Regions from separate parts of the Mus musculus genome. Here region 2 is linked to region 1. The links are chromatin contacts, called in public Hi-C maps. All regions are on one chromosome and are shown on one strand. The core of a region is the stretch at or near the end of the contact, and the rest is flanking DNA. Distances in the headings are between cores, read along the strand shown.

Region 1 (6,794 bases), core at 2,037-4,536:
CATAAACACCAGGCATAAAAAGGTTGCCTCAAAGCAAACTTGGTATTATGTCCATCTGAGAACCTAATAGTTACATATTTTTCTTTTTGTATTTCTATTGCTATGGGAAATAAAATGCCTTTTACTGTTTTATTTCCTCTTTAATTTCACATCTTCCAAGGAACGATATGACAGGAAACTTTTCATACTTTTCTCAAATCCCCTCAGCTGAACACATAGGTGTTCAATAAATACCCAGGGTTTGCTTGATGTGAATAGATGAGTACTGATACTTGTAAGAAATGTCTCTGGGATTTCAATCATGCCTATTGATGTTCAATGCCATGCAGACTTTGTAGAATGGGGCTTCTTTCTTCCTTGTTTCCTTTCCTTTCGAAGTGCTTTGAGTAGATTGCACAGCTGGCCAGTGTGGGCTAGCAGTCAAAAATCTACTAGGATGGGAAGCAGTATAAGGTGAACCAAAAGCCTGCGCAGGGTCAGGGAGAAGGGAAGAACTCAGAGATGGGTGGCAATGTGTGGAATTCCAGAGTCTGAATGGAATGAGGAGGCTGTCCACGTGAGCCCTCAGCTAACTCCTGAGTCCTTGGATGTAAAATGGGTGATAGCACAGATTAGATATTGGATAGAACCAGAGGAGTTGATAATATAAATAAACATGATAAAGTAATGGGAGTCAGTTCCTCTCTCTCCCCCTCTCTCTGGATTAAGAAATTTTGATTTTAGAACCTAGACAGGGATTGCTTAATAAGTACTTACCATCTAACTCAGGTCTTAGAGAGAATATTTACATATTTCAAGCTTCCTTTTCTTTTCTTTCTTATTTTTTTTGTTTTTCTTTTTTGTTTGTTTTGTTTTGTTTGTTTGTTTGTTTGTTTTGTTTTTTTTTCTCAAGACAGGGTTTCTCTGTATAGCCCTGGCTGTCCTGGATCTCACTCTGTAGACCAGGCTGGCCTCAAACTCAGAAATCTGCCTGCCTGTGCCTCCCCAGTGCTGGAATTAAAGGTGTGTGCCACCACTCCCTGGTGCTTCCTTTTCATAAAAAGAGCTACTAAGACATTCTGAGAAAAATCCAGCAGACCCTATGTTAATTATATATGATCAACGTGAATATCATTATCAGTGGGACAAATTAGAATGATGGTAGGTAAACACAAACTGAAGTGTATTCTATGAAACAGTTCACCTGTAATAGTCAAAGCATTAAAATTCTTAAAGTTGAGAAAGAGAGACTTGTGTCATAAGGAACCTAGGTCCCTGACAAGTGAATGCAGCTAGTCATGCTGCAAGAATCTGGGTGGCCTCTTGGGAGTAAGTTCAGATTAGTGTTCCCTTCCTGGGAGTGGTGCTTGCAAAGTGGTTTATAGAAAAGTATGCTTTTGTCAGAGTTGTACATAATCATGGTCTGTCAGTGACAGGACACAGTGCCAGTAACTTTTCAAATGGTTCAAGAAAAGAATGTTGTAATTGACTTCTCAAGGTCTCTGTAAGTTTGTGGTTACCTCCAAAAATAAATCTCAGAAATAAACAAAACAAAACCCCTCAAAACTCCTAAGTTCGTTTTAGAAACCCATAACTTTATAATCAATTTCAGAAGTCATTGCCACTGCATGCAAGGGAGTGCTTACATCTCCACAAGTGCTCTCATTATAACTTTCAAAAGAGTCACACAATCCCCAAAGTACAAATTAAAATGGCAGCAATATCTTTTGAGGCAATCAACTATCAACTAGGCCTTTCAATCATTCTTTTTCGCTATGTGAAATGCTTTGTTACTTAATACATAGCCCTAAGTTTCTCATACTGTCCTGCCATTCCTCCTCACTCTCTCATTCTCTCTCTCTCTTGCCTCTCTCTGCTCCCTGCTCTCTCCATTTTAATAGTTATAGTGAGTCTGATTGGGATGAGTTTGCAGTTTCCCGAGAATGATAAAGAAGATACACTGATGACTGTCCAGATGACTGCTATGGGGGGTGAGGGTGGGGCACTTGTGAAAACAGGGCTCTAAGAGATGGATGGCATTAATCAGCCAGAGGTGAAGAAGGATCCGGAGAATCCAGGGCTAGAGCCCAGCTGGGATGAGACCCATGTTCAATGGACAAACACATGGCTAACCAGTTAGGAAAAAGAAATTCCTATAGATAAAATGGGAAATATACATAGAATAAAATCTTACTGATAAGTCAAGGAGATAGGTGCCAATATTGGTAAATATTTGCTAGATTTGTACAAGGTGTTGATAAAATAAATAATGGAATGTAACAAAAATAATAGAGGGACTACAACCAGCTCTAGGGAAATGAGCATATTTGAAAATATACTATTTTTAGATTTGAAACAATATATCTTGTGTTCTAGGAGTAAAACCTGTTTAATGAAATATAAAGCAACAAATAACACAGCAAGGGTTAAAACACTTAAAACCATGCATACCTAAACATAAAATTGTTTATTTTCTCTTAGTGCCTTGTAGTTTACTGACTCATCAGAAGCAAAAGAAATGAGTTGTCATGGATCAGCAGTTCTTCCAGGTGACCAAATGGCATAAGACTGTCTCATTAATTTTCTAAGCTAGGTTTTAGGAAAACCAAGACAGACATTATTATTCTAGGACAATATAATTAACTCCCACTAATATCCTATCTATAACTCCCCATATCTGAAGAGGATAAGTGTATGTGGGTGGTAGTCTGAGTCTGTGACTAGTGTACTGGGCACTATATTTTAATGCTTTTCTCCCTTTAATTTTTACTTTGGGATGTAGGCACAAATTAATACAAAGCTTTATTTTCCTTGATAATTCTAAAGCTCCATTATTCACATAGATCTCAGCAGCTAAACTAGTAGCTTCTTTATTTTTTCTTTCCTTAAGTTAAGAATGTTCACATTTTTGCACAAAAGAACCGTGCTAGCTTCTCATTGGAATATCTGAGTTGACAGAATCACTACCCTTGAGCGTTGGGCTATTATTAAATAATTCAAGGTTATGTGAACCCCGTATGCAGTTCTGCAATCCTAAGACAGTTCACCTGGTGAGTGAGGCATCTTCTAAGCGATAAGTGTCTGGCAGCCTAAACCGATGGATACTCTGGGCAAAGGAATGATTTCTGTTCTGGGTAGGGAGTAAGATATTACAAAAATTCATCACTCTTCTCAGAATGGCAAGCACTTTAAGACTTACAACATTTTATTTCTGGTATTTTTTGTTTAATATTTTGAAGCCACAATTGTGATGAGCAACGCAAAGGGTGGGGAGAACTGCAGATAAGAAGGATAGCTAAGCATAGATGAAGCAATCAAAGTGAGTCACGGGCAAAGAAAGTGCCAGGTTTGAGAGGTGTGATTTAAAGATGCTACTATCTCAGGAATGTTAGGCATTTCATCATCAGAAAATCTAATGCAATTCTCCACAGAAACAGATTAAAGGGGGAAATGCCATTTAATTATCTCAAGTAATGCCTTTAGAACATTTTATAAATATACCAGTTGATGTTAAAAACTCTTGACTTGGAACAGAAGGGAAGCTCCTTAATGCACTAACAGGCTCCAGCTACTCACAGCAAGCATCCAAAGGAATTGGGTGACCTTAGAAATGTAATCAGTCAGGACAGAAATTGCTAATTATTACTGAAATGTTTTGGTAGTGTGCCTGAAGACCAAGCACAAATTAATAACAAAAAAAAAGAATTGGTATAGAAAAAACGATTGACTATAGCTGACGATGACATGAGGTCATAGGCTATAATTTAACAGAGAAGTTATCTAAAGTGACTTAGAACTAAATGAGGGTCATGGGATGAGTTACTGTGTAATGTGGTTCTATAGCTTTTTCTTTTTGGCCAGGCCACAAAATTAATTTTTCATTAAAAAACGTGATCATATATTTATTATCTTTAAAACATGAAGCTTCTATGGGTTTATGACATTTTCTGGAAGGAGTTTCATAACACAAAATGGAAGTGGGCTGGGAGCCAATAGATATGTTTCTCTAAACATCCAGTTTCAGATATTCTTTTCCATTTTCATCTGTTTATGCAAAATCGTCACACTAGAATATTCACTTATTGAAATGCATACAAATTAACTTCTACATTTGCGATGGAGTTCCATGCCCTTTTATTTGTCTGATGTTCTGAGTCTTCAAAATTATTATTATTGTCAACATTATCTTCATGCATCACTGAACCTCTTTGGAGTCAGTGATCCAAATTTTCAAATAGGAACATTTTCTCTGCATGAAACTTAATAAGAGAAAATACTAAACTCACAATTATAAAAGTATAAATGGTAGAATATTCACCATCAGAAATAGAAAGTGCATTCTCTTAACTGAAGGATATGTAAGAAGAATTGATCATTACACTCTTAGTAGGCCCACAACTTTCCAGTCAGTGATCATTATGATACTAGTAACAAGAAAAACAAAGCATTTTATTTGAAGACTTTCCAGGATGTTTGTTAACATAATTGTTCTATTGTTTTTTTCCTTGAAAAATAGATCCAAGTACCTGTAGATCTATTGATTGACCATATGGACCACTGAATATATCACTTCAGGAACCCTTGCTCCACAGATTTAAGTAAGAGACAAAATATGGTTTAAATTAAGCCGATTTGGCTAGGTGTAGTGACATATACCAGCATCCTAGCACTTAGAAGCAGGGACATAAAAAGTTCAGTGCTTGCCTCCTTGTTTTATAATATCCCTGTTTTATAATAATTTCCCCCAGATTTAAGCATTTAAGCTCCTCAATCTAGGAAGTAAGCAAACCTTCGAAAACTTGGGAATCAAGCATTTTACAAGTCTCAGGAAGTTCCTGAAACTTAGAAGATTCATAACCCCCCCCCCCACCCCATTCTTAGCAGTTACAACTAATAGGGAGTAAAAACTCTGACCAGCTGAGCTTCCCCCATGTGGTGCAGAAATTCATATTTTCTGATGATTTGCTGTGCTGGAGTCACCCATGCACTTAGTAGTCTTGTCACCTATGCTCTGTAAATAAGCCCAGGAAACTAATGGGTTCACCAAGTAGTGCTGTGTTGAAATCATCTCTTCAATCCATTGTTGATGCCCTCTTTAGGGTACACTGATGTTTGTGCAAATCTCCTCAGGACAAGACATATAATACTTGGCTAAAAATACTGTGTTCAGGGCCAACCTGAACTATATGTGACCTTGTGTCTCCAGATACATACAAGAAGAAAATGATAATGATTCGAAAATATTGAGATGCTATTTACTTCTATCTTGTCTTTGTGTGTCTATCTCTATCTGAGGAGAAAGGCAAATTAATTTCTTGGCATAAGTCTGAACTTGATATTCATGTTACTCTATTGGATGACTTTCATTGCCATTCTGAGAAGAATGTATTGCCCATTACCAGTCTTTAATCTTAGGGATTCTAGTGGGGGTGTAAATAGGAAACAAGAAGAATGTAATGACCCCATAGACACTTGAGTGGAAAATGTCTACTCATTGATTTGCTTCTCTATTCTTTCATCTGAGCTTCTGACTCATTGCAATTTTCACAATGTAATTAGGGTTTTTTTTTTGTTTGTTTGTTTTTGTTTTTTTTATTAACAGAATTGGGGCTAATAGAACAAAAAATACTTTCTTTCCTAATTAGAGTTGTTGGGTTGCCTGGAGAAGATGGGCGTTTGGATTATTTGTGACTTCAAAGGAACAAAATTTACATTTTGTTTTATTTCAAAAACAAAATAAATAAAAAAGTCTACATTTATTTTATTTCAAACATAAAAGTAAAACAAAGTTAGTGCATACACAAAACGCTTGCTTAAGAGAGAACACTGCTTTTCATGGTCCCATGCACATTGCAACCACCTGGGCAGCTCATTAAACTCAGAGTCTGCACTTCACCCTCAAGAGTTCCAGCTGATGTTTGGAATCTTCTATGGAGAGCCATGGTACTTCAAGATATCCATGAGATTTTAAGATAATAGTTCTTAGCTGGGAAGTGGTGGTACATGCCTTTAATCTTAGCACTGGAGAGGTAAGACAGACAGATTTCTGTAAGTTCAAGGTCAGCCTGGTCTACAGAGTGAGTTCCAGGACAGCTAGAGCCATATAGTGAAACCATGTCTCAAAAAACAAGCAAACAAAATACCACACTTTCGCTCTCAATTTTATTACAATTTCTGAATTGCTGTCTTTGAGCCCATCTGAAGCATGCAGGAGCATTTTGTGAAGTCACAATGAGATGTATTTGAAGTTACTTTCACGGTGGACATATTATGTACATATATCAATAATCATTTATAACATCCGTCTAAGATATGGAGTTTCAGCAATGTATATGATCCATGTATGACTACCGATCTATAGTCTAATTAGATGTCTATAGCTATTATCTATGAAGAAACAATTTTGTGATGGATTATTTTTTAACAGGGGAGAGTGTTCATATAATCACTCTTTGCCACAAATTATGCAGTTGTGTTTCCTACATCTGGGACATGTCAGTGGTCAGCATATCTAGAACGCAGTGGATAAGCCTCACCCTGAGTGACCCACATTCATGATCATGGTATCTCCCCTGCCAGGTAAGTATTTTATAGTGAATCATCAATTAAACACCTATTTTTCTGCAGTTCAGATTATATTCAATTTTTGACAAGTGTTGAAGTTGAAGGAATATCTCCAAGGGTTTAATACAAGTTTCTTGCAGTCAGTAAAGATAACGTATCACTAGCTTTACTGGGAGAATTGCCAAAAATATTGATAGGGAATCCTGAAAACACCAGATATCTTGAGCAATTCTACACTCTTATCAAATACT
Region 2 (6,794 bases), core at 3,200-5,699, 410 kb before region 1:
TTCTATACTAAAACACAAACAAACAGACATCAACAACCAAAACCAAAACTCTTCCATTTTCAGGATCTCCTGACCTGTTTAAAGTGTGGGTAGAGATTTTAACATTCCCTCTAGGTCAACGCTTCCTGATTTGGCCCCACTACACTGACATTGCTCTAGATCTGCAGGACAGCTGCGAGTGTTCCAAGCAGAGAGGAGCATTGCTCAAGCTGGAGGGATGAGCATACAGCCCTGACCATCTGGAAGAGGGAACTCTCAGTGGCAAGACCTCCTCACAGGAAAACCCTAGCCTCTGCTGCTTTCCTGCAGCAATCGGGCTAACTGCCGCCAAGGCAGAACTTTTCAATAATCAGAATATTCCACTCACTGCATCTGGGTTAACTACCTCACCACCGTATTATAGTTTCTGGAGCAGTGAGATGAGGCTGGCAGGCAGAGAGTGGCCCGCAGCATGGGAGGATTTATTTGTGTATACAAACAGATTTGTGTTCCTTTCAGCCTAGCTCTAGGCTTACTTGCAGATAAATCAGAGTTCTGGGAGTGACTCCAATCCAGACGATTTCTCAGAAATGGCTGGATTTGCTGCTGTGGCAGCCTCCATTGGAAATTCCACATGCCATTTCCCTCAGACTTGTTCTCTGGTCATGGCCCTGGTAGTGAACTATCCATCTTTTTTTTTTTTTTTTTTTAATTAAAATACTGGGTCCTAAGCAATGGATGAAGGAGAAGAGCAGAGAGGCAAAATGCCACAGTCAAGGATTTGCATGGCTTTCAAGACACAAATTACAGATTGGACCTTCAGACCCTGCCCATCAGAACATGACCGTGAAACTGGAACATGGCCACTAGCCATGTGGCCACTAGCCACGTGGCATGCTGGGCTTTTGAACTGGATGACTGGATTCTTACCTCTAACACTGGTGGCTAGTGGAAATTGGGTAGCATATTAATATTTGCACAGTCAGCGAGACTCCACAGTCTCATTATTTAGTTTGCAAACATTCTATTTCACTGTTCAACACGAGCCTGATTTAAAACAACAGGCCTAGGACTCTGAGACGCAAGCATTACCTATGCTTTAAGAGAACAGATTTTTTTAAGCAACCTACATTAAATCTTAAAGACTACATGGGGTCAGCAGACTATTAGTCTGTTCACAATGGTGCAATATATTTGGAATGCTATTTTGCATAGGAAACAGTATTTGACTAAAATGACCCACACATATGTTTCCAAAGACAACTAGAAAATTTCCAAGAACAGAAAGAATATTCTGAGCTTAGTCCCCAAGGCTTCAGAAGGTTACAGATGCAAAACTGTGCTTGGGCCTGAGAATGCAACGAGTCTCCATGCTTGTCGGACAAGACATGCCAATGTTCCACTGACCTACTAGGTAAATAAGCACTAAAGTAACCACACTGGTGAAAGACTGTGATAGATATGGCCTAGACCTTCCAAAGACATCTTTTAAAAACAGTATTTCATCACATCTGACAACATTCCAAAGTGGTAGCTGGCAAATGCAATTATCCCTATTTTCCAGAGACAGGAGAGGAAATTAATGGCATGCCCAGTGTCAGTCAACATGACAGGGATATCACTGGGAATTGAATGTGTAGATATGGGCCAACTAAATGCATAATTCCCAAGGGAACTAAGTTCATATAATAAAGGAAGATATGGAACTAAGAACTAGGTTTTTGTTAATTTGGGGAATAGTTGATTCCATTGGACGAGTAAAAACAGCCAGCAAAATGGCAGGTTCAGTCATCTTCAATGTTTTAGTCATTGATAACTTAGCAGGCCTCTTGGTACAAAGAATCCGAAGATACATCATGTAACAGATTGGTATATAAAGGCTATAAACAGAGAAAGGCAACGAACAGCACAAGTGGGGCTCAAGGCTCTGAGGCAAGCTGTAATTTGGAGTTCTCCAGGACAGAGATACCACTCTGAGATGGCTGGCCTATGGGAACTCTTGATATCAAAGCATCAGACGAGTTGGAATTCGCAGGATAAATGAGAACCAATCCCTGGACCCCTCCATGCAGAGACCTGCTCAGTCACCAGATATAGGCCCCATGGGCCAGGGCGTTCCAAGCCACAAGGGAAGCAAGACACTTTCATGAATTCAATAACATCTGGTAGCAAGTAACTTAAAATAATTTTAAATACCAAAATGAGTGAAGATATGTTAAAAAGCAGAACTCAGGACCCGCATGCATTTTCAATACCTTTCGATTTTAAAGGAGACTCGGATGACCTTGTGCACACAGCCACAGGACACAACTGTGATGGTTCATGGATATGCTTATCTTTCTTCTAGCGTGCTTAGCTTTGGTGTGAACCCCAGAAGTAAGAGGAAGGGAAAACTGAGAATACTTAATGAGACTATGCCACGGCACTAATCAAGTGAGTGAGTTTGGTCTTCGTTTCCAGCTTCCCAGACAGAGTCTCATTTCATTTCCCCATTTGCACTCTGTGTCTACCAGCTAGTGGCTTCAGAGGAGTAATGAATTTGGAGATTTCTGACTGCTATGGATCCGAATCTAAATGAAAGAAAATGCTTGTGGACCAGGGGTTGGAGACCCATACGTAAAACACTCTCAAATCCACTGGTAATGATTTTGAACTCTCTTCACTCGAAGATGAAGAAAGTCAAGATACTTTTATAAACAGGACCAAACATCAAATGGCTACTGGGAATAGAAATTTGGATGATCTCCAAGTGGTATAATTTGATAATGACTGTGCAAATATTGTCTATACACACTTGATTTGGCAGATCTAATCTGAGAATTTGTTTTTTCCAAGTAGGCTTGTATGCATGTGGCTCCCACAGAGCAATAGAAGATGGTGGGATAGACCATGGCCTGGTTAGTACATGGTGACATATTGCACAGCTGACACTTGAAGTGACGATTGGGAAAGCTAAAGAAACAGCCTATAAATGGATAAAGTTGCTTTTAACCATTCATCAGCTCCCAAGGATGAAGGGCAGAGCTGCACGCCTGGCATATGAGACTGAAACTGCGAAGGACTCACACATGCCATCCCTATTTGTCCAGACATGTCAACTGTTTTCAGGTGGGATCTAGGTCTGAATTCCAGCTGAATCCAGGTAGAAGTGATACCTACTCCTTCCATGTGGCTCCTACATCTTTGCTAACCTCTCTTTTCCCTTTCTCCCCTAGTCCCTACATTGTAACCTCCCTACCCACCTTGCTTTCCATCTCTACACTGCTGAACTCCCATCTGCTTCTCTATAGCTGCAAAACGAGGCCAACAGAAAAGTCACTGAATAAAAGCATCAACAGCCCAACATATACTTTGAATCTTTTAAATGCCGAGTCATATGGCTGTCTCACTTACTCAAATAATACAGTGTTTTATTCTCCCCACCATCACCCCCCCCCCCTTTTAAAAAGGTAAGTCCCTTGAGATTAGTTTGCAGAGACATCGAAGTTGAGCTGTGTAAAAGGAAAACATTGTCGGGTTGCAGTTACTAAAGCCAGCTCAAGGGACGGTTGGTGCTAAAGGAGGTGGCTCTGACAGAATGAGACAGACAGCACTTCACTCAACAAGGATTTGCTTAAAATAAACTGGGCAGATGGCAGAGAGGATTAGTGGGGCTTAAGGTTGAAATAGAGAGGTAAAAATGAAAGAAAAAAAGAAGAGACCTATGTTTTTACACCTGGTTGAGTGACAGCCAGTGTGGCTGTGAAGCGGCTGACTCGGTGGGGGTGGGAAGGTCAGGACCCCTCAGGCCTCCTGGGCCCTGGCTCACTGAGCCCGGCTGTCTGCAACACTTGGAGTTGTGTACTTGATGGAAAGGTCAGAGCCAAGGAGAAACACTCCAGAATCATCCGTGCAGCAGGGTCTCTGGGGAGTAAGTGTCATGGGAAAAACGGGTAGAGGACAAGGCTGGGATGGGGCTTAAGGCGGGGGCTATGGGGGTGGGGGGAGACAGTGAGAGAGAGAGAGAGACAGAGACTGACAGACAGAGGGAGGAAACAGGTAGAGGACAAGGCTGGGATAGGGGTTAGTAGGGGACAGGAGACGGTAAGAGAGAGAGAGACAGAGACTGACAGAAATACAGAGACAGAATGAGAGAGAGACAGACAGACAGGGAGAGATGAACAGAGACAGACAGAGACTGACAGAGACAGAGAAGAGAGAGACAGAAGGAAACATAGAGGGACAGTCAGAGAAAAAGACTGACTGAAACACAGAGACAGAGATACAGGCCGAAGGAAAGATAGCTAGAGGGAGAGACAGACAGACACAGAAACACAGAGACAGAGATGACTGAGAGGCAGACAAAGAGCTCAGCTGCAGAAGAGCCCAATAAAGAATTACAGAACGTTGCTGCTGCTGGATGCAGGTGCCAGCATCAGTGACAGATGCACAGGGAGGCTGGAGCTTTGTGTACATAACCTTGTTCTCAGAATAATTTCTGAGCACCACATCTGGGACACATTTTTCCCAGTTAGTCACCGTCTATGTGAAATTCAATCACTTCAGACAGGGACAAGAATGCAAACCTCCAAAATGAGCTGTGTTTTGCTTATGACTGATCTCTCGAGATCTCCCGAGATGGGCTGGGAAGGGACCAACCTGCCCCACCCTACCCAGATGCTGGTTCCTGGAGCAGCAGCCATGGTTTGGAGGCACTGCTGATCCTTTTCGTTTGCCTTCAGTGGAGAAGTGGGGACAGGGGTTATAGAAGAAGTATGTGCTGAGAAAGCAGGCACAGTGGGCTCCAGGCCCCTCTCTCCTGGGAGTGGGTGTCTTTAGGGACCTGGCAAGTAGGGACTAGATATAAAGGAGGGGTGAAGGGGAGGAAAATAAAGGGACAAAGATGGCAAGCAGGAAAGAGGGAGAAAAATGGAGGCTGAACAGGGGAGTGAAGCAAAGTTAAGAGATTGACAGAGCTTCAGGAGAAAATTAAGTGGTCCAGGCATTGGAGCACGTCAGTGATAACGACTGCCTTTCAATCGGGACATCTCGACTGTGGCTTGGCCACACTAAGGGATGATTATTCATGCAGAAAACACTCTTACGTTTCTTCAGATTTTTATGCAGAGCCCTTAAATCTTAAATGTATTGGTCACTTGTCAGAGTAAGGAGGTGCTTTACATACAGAACGGTCAGAGGCAGGCATTTTTAGAGGAGCTACATCATTTTATGGGAGGCAATGGGAGTGGGAGTTTACCCTGTGCCTGCTCATCTCCTGCCAGGGTTCAGCTTCCCTTCCTACCCTAGATCAGCTTCCCTTCCTGCCTGAGCAGCTTGCCTTCACATGTACTACACTCTGTAAGGCTGTCTTAGGCTTTTATTGAGTGTAAAACCTGGGGCAGCCAAGGCATACATGTCAAGTCCTGATCACTTGGGGGCAGCACAGGGCTGGAAAATCCTAAGCTACAACCATTCTTTATTTTATTTCTGGTCTTAATTCTTCTTCAGGATTCTTTTTATGGGGATGGTGATCTTTTAGATAGGGCTATGCAGTCCTGGGGAATTTGGTATTTGCTATGTAAGCCAGGTTGATCTCAAATTTGTAGCAATCCACCTATGTCAAACTACTAAGTGCTGGCAGGCATGTAACCCACCCAGCTTACATCTGGAAAATGTAAGTGATGTGTGTTTGGTTGAAGTCCATCTTCATCTCAACCAGGAAGCAAGTCAGACAGGACAGTCAGTGTCCTCCCCTTCTCGGACACATTCTTTCATTTTGAAATATGTTTTAGTAAACAATTATCAGTAGCGTGCATTGTCTACATTGTAGGAATTCAGTAAAGATCCATTTGAATCCCAGTGTCTACTTTTGAAATCAATTTTGACATCAATTATCCATATTAATGAGCATGTGGATCTTGGCTAGTGTTGAAACTGTCTTGGAACATCCTATTGGATGACTGGATCAGGATCTGGGAATTTTGTTCTCTGATAGTTGGGTTGATTTCTATCTTCCACCAACACAAAATACTGAGGTAGAAATCCTTGTGCTTAAGCCTTTGTGCAGTCTTAAAAGCCTTTCTAGAAGTGGACTGCTAAACAGTAAATGACACAGACTATCTCTACAGATGCTGCTATGGCCACACCCACTTATACTTACACAGGGGATTCTTAGATTATTTTCTTATATTCTAGCCAACACTTTGTATTGATAATTTCCTAATTTGTTGGCAATCTGATTGATACTAAACATCGCATCATTAGCTTTGTTTCCTATTACTAATGAAATAAGTATATTTATTTTGCTTGCTGGCCTTTGATCATATCTTTTACGGGACATTCCTGGTCATCCAGTTTAGTTTTCCTTATTGACTTGTTAATTCCCAGAATCAGGTTACAATTCTGTTTTGTATCTTATATTTCAAATACATTCTTCTAGTTCTATTATCCCCTTCAATGGTTTGTGTTTTTAACATTGTTGACAGTCTCATAACTATAATGTGAAATTTGTGCATTTTTTATATTATTTGAGTTATAGTGATTGTTTTATTTTTTCCATATTGCAACTATATTTTCTCCTCAATTTCACCGTTTTTGTATTTTTATTGTACAATTAGTACTTTGATTCATATGAAATATGTATGTTATTGATATGAAATAGGTACTCACTCATTTTCTTTCTGCAATTGTCCCAGGGAAGGACCTGGTTTTAAGTAGTTCATCCTTTCCCCCAATGATTACTGTTGGCTTTGTGGCTACTGCCTAATGCTTTTCCAAAGATACAGGAGGCATTTATTTCAATAAATATTTTATGCCTGCTATCAGAAAGATGGCCC

Evidence for each region. Hi-C and Micro-C count contacts between places; a contact is called where the count stands out from the background.
Region 2: a Hi-C map of adipose-derived mesenchymal stem cells shows a contact between it and region 1, with 2.4 times the contacts expected there. The contact joins two enhancer-like sites.

The regions. Positions count from the first base shown.
Region 1 is chr9:94,284,268-94,291,061 of GRCm38.p6, reverse strand. Gm24200 (a small nuclear RNA gene) reads right to left here and starts at 6,566; the gene lies at 6,410-6,566. Within about 2 kb of position 3,286, at least 5 of the 459 cell types and tissues checked have an H3K27ac peak or open chromatin away from gene starts, as enhancers often do. A contact at or near this core is called in adipose-derived mesenchymal stem cells, where this site is marked.
Region 2 is chr9:94,699,251-94,706,044 of GRCm38.p6, reverse strand. All of the region lies in intron 2 of Slc9a9 (solute carrier family 9 (sodium/hydrogen exchanger), member 9), which reads right to left. Among named protein-coding and RNA genes, the nearest start is that of Slc9a9, 33 kb to the right of the region's middle. Within about 2 kb of position 4,449, at least 56 of the 459 cell types and tissues checked have an H3K27ac peak or open chromatin away from gene starts, as enhancers often do. A contact at or near this core is called in adipose-derived mesenchymal stem cells, where this site is marked.